2 separate regions of the Zea mays genome follow, and region 1 is linked to region 2. A link is a contact called in public Hi-C data. All regions are on one chromosome and are shown on one strand. Each heading gives the region's core, a stretch centred on a gene start, on an enhancer-like site or on the middle of the called end of the contact. The rest is flanking DNA. Distances are from core to core; before and after follow the strand shown. Region 1 holds the start of LOC100284309. Region 2 holds the start of LOC100284765 (fasciclin-like arabinogalactan protein 7).

The links. A called contact is a pair of places that touch in the nucleus more often than the background predicts.
Region 1: a contact with region 2 is called in a Hi-C map of ear, with 3 times the contacts expected there. The contact joins the promoter of LOC100284309 here to the promoter of LOC100284765 in region 2. A contact is called at or near these places in 3 of 25 Hi-C or Micro-C datasets (ear, leaf and tassel).

The regions. Positions count from the first base shown.
Region 1 is chr3:15,155,844-15,158,662 of Zm-B73-REFERENCE-NAM-5.0, forward strand. LOC100284309 reads right to left here and starts at 1,470. Exons shown (of 9, transcript NM_001397564.1): 1 at 912-1,470; 2 at 694-789. The coding sequence starts at 1,332.
Region 2 is chr3:15,013,572-15,016,556 of Zm-B73-REFERENCE-NAM-5.0, forward strand. It overlaps LOC100284765 (fasciclin-like arabinogalactan protein 7), which reads left to right and starts at 1,458. Exons shown (of 1, transcript NM_001157660.2): 1 at 1,458-2,536. The coding sequence starts at 1,490. The coding sequence ends at 2,308.

The sequences.
Region 1 (2,819 bases), core at 220-2,719, 140 kb after region 2:
AATGCATTTAGCGACCAACTGTCGGTACATAACTTTTAGCGACCAACCGTCTGTCCCTAATAAGGGTCGCTAAAGATCAACCGTCGTATAGTGGTAGTAGTCTCGCCGTCGTTGTCTGACAACATAATTGAGAACATGTGCTCATTTATTTTGAAAGAAGTCATTTCGTGTGAAATAAAATATCACGATGATACCAATATCTTAACTAGGACATAGTTTAGAGTACTAACCGAAATTAGTATATTAAATCTTAGCCGAGATAGTTATTAGAGGTTAGGTGAAAACTTTGATGTATAGAATGTTTGATACATATAAGTGAATCTTTATAGTTGTAAACACAAAATTTGATATATAATGTATGATAGAATTTAATTTTGTATTGTTTTCAATATTAATATAATATGTATATATATATAGTTGTGTGTAAATATATAAAAATTCAGTTTTGGTGGAAAATTTGAAAAGGGCGAGAAACTACCACTGCCGGCTAATTTTAGAAAACCCAAAAAGTATTTGCAGTGGCGATTATTCACGAGAACGACAAGTAGAAATAATTTTCCACTAGCGGTTACTTTAAAAGAACCGTAAGTGATAAATGACATTGAAAACGTGTTATAAACCGTCTGGTGAAAAAAAAAATGAACAGATGCAGTAAAGAACTAGACAGATATCTACTCCGGCCATATAATTCACCTGTCTTGTTGTCACCAGCAGCGTACAGGTCGTCGGTGGTGTTGGTGTAGGAGTAGCCAACGCCGGCCGGCGAGTCCAAGAACAGCACATTCGCCACTGCAAGCAAACCAATCCATCCGTCGTCGACACTAGACACCATGAGTCCATGACAAACATATATATAACAAGCTAGCTTTACTGGGTGAAAAAAAAAGAGGCATCGAAACTGGCCGCCGGACCATTGTTCCAGGCGTAGGGATTCAAGGAGAGCGTGGCGCCGTCGGGGTTGACGCGGAAGGCGCCGAGCTCCTCCATAGCGCCGTAGCCAAGAGAGGAGCACCCGGGCCCGCCGTTGAGCCAGAGCACGAGCGGCGCGGAGCCCGCCGGCACGCCGGAGGCCACCATGAGCCAGTAGAAGAGCGCCCGACCCGCGGCGGCGTCGACGGTGACGTAGCCGGAGTACATAGAGAAGTTGACTGGGGGCTGGCCCGGCAGCCTGTCGATGCGGTCCAGCTCTGCCGCGGCCGTGATCACGTCGGTGGCGGCGGCGGCGGACGCGGCAGCGGCACAGCAGCCGAACAGCGCGACTAGTATGGCGGCCAGCACGACCGTGGCGGCGGCCGCCGCCATTGGCGCCGCTCCCGCTCGCAGGGGAGCCATCCAATATTCCAATCCAAGTGCTGGACGTACACGTACTAGTTACGTTACGTAGTTGGAGAAGAGCTACGTACAGAGCAACGAACAGCATGGTATGGTATGGTTGTACGTGAGGAGTGGACAGTGGAGGCCTTGAGGCATGGATTTATGGAGGCTTTCGGGGATTATTATGCAAGTTGGCCAATGGGGCCGCACTGGGCCGGGGACTGGCTGCTTCCTGCTTCGTGGAAAACATGCACTGCACTGGTGGTTTGTTGGGTCTTGTGGCCTATAATATACTGCTGCCGTTTCGTTATCTCGGTTGTCAGTGATCGCCACGATATTTTTCTTCCCCCCCAACTCCTGCCCTTCATATGCTTGAAAAAAAACAGGGTTTTCTCTACAGATATTTTAATTTGAATCTCGGCGATCATCGATAAAACAAGAATATCGGTATATCGAAAATTTCAAATTCGGACGTGCGTGAAAGAGATAGGATATACGGGGATGCATGAGAGCCGATGAGGCCGAACGAAGGTTGGCGACGACGACGACTTGCGGCGTCGCGGGGCGGTTACGTACGCGCGCTCTCTTCTTCTTCGTCCCTCATCTATCTACGCGAATGCAACGCGCGTGGATTTGTGGGGGGTCGTCTGAAACAAGCCTGCTCGTACGTGGCGATCGAGTGTGCCGCCATTGCATCGTTAATAATATGGTAGCTTTAATTATTTGTGGTCGACGCACAGCGCGTTCATTCAATCGTCGTCTCCCTGATCAGCTGATAAAGTGACGTCCGCTAGCTCCTCCTTGAGTTGATGATGCCGGATGACCTTTTCACCTTCGATCTGTTAGGGTTCTTCTGAAGCTGATTTTCCATCTGTGCTCCTTCTTCAGTATATAATGTATCCACCATGGCACATTGCCATCCATATGTTGTATAACCGGCCCATTGAACATGATTCTGAGTGGAACACAAACTCGGTTTTATATCTACAATGTCAGACCATCTCCACCGGTTTACTCGTACTCATGCTTATATTTAAACTACACTCTACAAACCATGCAAATCTACAGTGCAAAATGTGTTTTTTTAATCATATGGTTGAACCATTGTACATTGCACGCACTTATATGGTTACTAAAAACACCGTCTTACATCGTTTTATATTGTAGATTGCACTGTTTATAGAGTATAGTTTAAATATATATATATATATATATATATATATATATATATATATATATATATATATATATATATATATATATATAGGGCGTTGGTAATGGAAGCCCTGGGCTTCATATAGGTGCGCGGAGCCCCAGCCGGACGAGCCGAACGTGGTCGAACCGAATGGATCGATCCAGGCGGCCCTTTTTAATGCAGTACAGTTATGCAAGTATAATTGCTTGTACAAATATGCGTAAACCAACGTGGGCGACGTGTTCGTACGTGGATCGGTGACGTGTAACCCGTAAAAGGTGGAAGCGCATTTAAACAGACAGTTACGACA
Region 2 (2,985 bases), core at 208-2,707:
TAAGCTGGTCGTACTCTTTTTCCCTTTCTAGGGTTTCTCACGAGGTGTGAGTTTTACCTAGAAAAGTTTTTAATGAGGCGGCATTGTACTAACAGCTCAATATTTATGTACATTTTGTTCAAATTGTGTTGAATGTTGAACTGTGCATGTTTTTGTTCAAACTGTATTTTTTCTGTTACCGGGCTTCGGGCTGGCCCGACACTCTTTTGGGTCAGGGCTTTTCGGACTAGCCCCTCTCGAAGGGTCATGCCTGGGCCCTTGGTAAGGCACGTAGGACTGAGCAGGCCCGGCTCGGTAGGCCCGTGGGCCTGGTCGTGCTGTGTCTAATTGGACCATGCATGTGCCCGGCCGGGCGGCCCGTTTGCTCATCTATACATGGTAGGGTGGATCCTATTGGAGACTTGTTCTCAAATACTATGAATCAAGAACAAGACAACATAAAATGTTAAATATTAACGTCCTTCGTCCTTCGAAACATTATTTCCCTTAGGTTATAATGACCTTTCAGACGAAAGTCATGAAGGACATCGAAGGTATGAAGGTAATAGAAGGAAGTGTGTAAAATACAAAAGATAACATAAACAGTTATATAGCATTATCAACTCATCTTCATTATATTATTATGAGAAAATAAAAACAATATTGAATCACATTTAGTACCTTCGGCTTGATAGACAGCAAAGGTACGAACGTGATGCAAAAGCAAATGCCAAGTCAGCGTGAACAGTACGGGAGCACTGTTCATCTATTTATAGGCACGGGACGCAGCCCATGTAAAATTACGCTCATGCCCTTTACATTTGCTAATGACTCTATAGTGATCCATCGAGGTCTAAATAGCCTTTTCCCTTTTAAGTCGGTTTTCTTTCCTGCTGTCATGCTGAAGCTCCCTTGCGCGTAGCTTCGGCGCTGCATCAACCTTCGTATCCTTTGTGCTTCTCCGACTGTGGTTTTGATTCGAATCCGAAGGTACCTGTTCATGTATTACAACTCCGGAAACGTTGTTAAATCATGTTTTTAAGGACCTTTAGAAGACGAAGGCCCCCAACAGATCCTGAACTGCACTCATTCATTCAGTCTTCCTGCTCTTTCGTTCATTTGTCCCGTTCATTCCGTTAGACTGGCAAGGGAACCTTTTCTTTCAGGTAATCAGCCACGCCAAAAAAAAAACAGCCTATCACTGACCCTCTCACAAGACAGCAAATCAGCATCATTACCACCTTGTGATCGTCAGAAAAAAAGATGAGGGAACTCGGACCCTCTCGTGTCTGCACTTGCTGCTGCTTGAAGCAAGCATGGCTGTTAGGCTGTTCCACCTGGGCAGGGGCAGCTCACCTCACCTCACCGTTTGGTGCCCTGTAACTGTAAGACTCACCCCCACCACCTTCTCTTACAGCTCACTCCTCTCCACCCACCTCGCTATAAGTGCCAGCTAGCGTCACGAGCCCCTGCCACACCGATCCTCCCAGCTGCATCTGCATTGCATTGCATGCACAGGTCGCGCCCACCATCAGTAGCGGTCGCCGCCATGCAGAGACTCGTGCGCGTCCTCGTGGTGCTGGGCGTGGCCGCCGCGGCGTCGGCGCAGGGCCCGACGGCGGCGCCAACGACGCCCACGCCGGCAACCCCCGCGGCGCCCGCGCCCGCGACGGCGTCCAGCAACATCACGGGCGTGCTGGCCAAGGCCGGGCAGTTCAACACCTTCATCCGGCTGCTCAAGTCCACGGGCGTGGCGTCGCAGATCGACAACCAGGTCGCCAACGGCGGGAACGGGGTCACGGTGTTCGCGCCCACGGACAACGCGTTCCAGTCGCTGCCCTCGGGCACGCTCAACTCGCTGTCGGACCAGGACAAGAACGCGCTGGTGCAGTACCACGTGGTGTCCACCGCCATCCCCATGTCGCAGTTCGACACCGTCAGCAACCCGCTCCGCACGCAGGCCGGCAGCGCCTCGCCGGGGGAGTTCCCACTCAACGTCACCTCCTCCGAGGGCCAGCAGGTCAACGTCACCACGGGCGTCGTCACCGCCACCGTCGACAACTCCCTCTACTCGGGCGACAGCCTCGTCGTCTACCAGGTCAACAAGGTGCTGCTCCCCATGAAGCTCTTCGGCGCCGCGGAGGCGCCCGCGCCCGCGCCGCTCGCGCCGGCCAAGAAGAAGGGCAAGACGCCGGCGGCCGTCGCCGACTCGCCCGACGCGGCGGAGGCGTCCCCGGACGCCACGACCACGTCGCTCGCGCCCGCGAGGCTGACGCGGGGTGGCCTCGCCACGGCTCTTGCGCTCGCCGGCGTTTGGTGGGGGCTGTAGTCACGGCGAGGAGTGTCTCGTCAGGTCTCTCCGGTGGCCGTGACATCTATACTTTTTTTTTCGTTCGCGGGTCTTGTTTGTCTTTTCGTTTTTACTTTATTGCCCATTTTTGGATGAATTGTTCTTCCCTGTCATTCAAATTGCTAGGAGTATGTCATGTCATGTAACGTCCTTGTCCCATTTTTATGTAATGTTAACTAAATAAATATGAGTTGTGTATATTTCAGTACCCCGGTTCTATTTGCTCAGCTCTTATACGCACACAAACATGATACCACGAGTTTATCAGATTGGGCTTAGTTCCATTTTTTTTATAGAAAAAATCACTCTGACAATGTTGAAGCAGATACATACGTACAGTCTGACGTGCATGACGAAAACAACGAAAATGCAAACAATTATCTTTACGAGAGCCTGCAATAATGGAGAAAAGGAATATGTAGTTCTACAACCTGTAAGAACTAAGGTGGTGTTTGGTTCACCAAAATGTACCGCAAACAGATTACATGCGGTAATAGATGCATATACTTTTATTGGGTTGAGCTCTTTTTAGTAGTAATAGATACTACTATCCAATCTAATTACAACTAGTAACCATTACTATTCACTTATCAATGTTTGAACCAAACAACACCTAATAGATACTAATAAGTCATTCGGTCTAATTTTGTCAAATG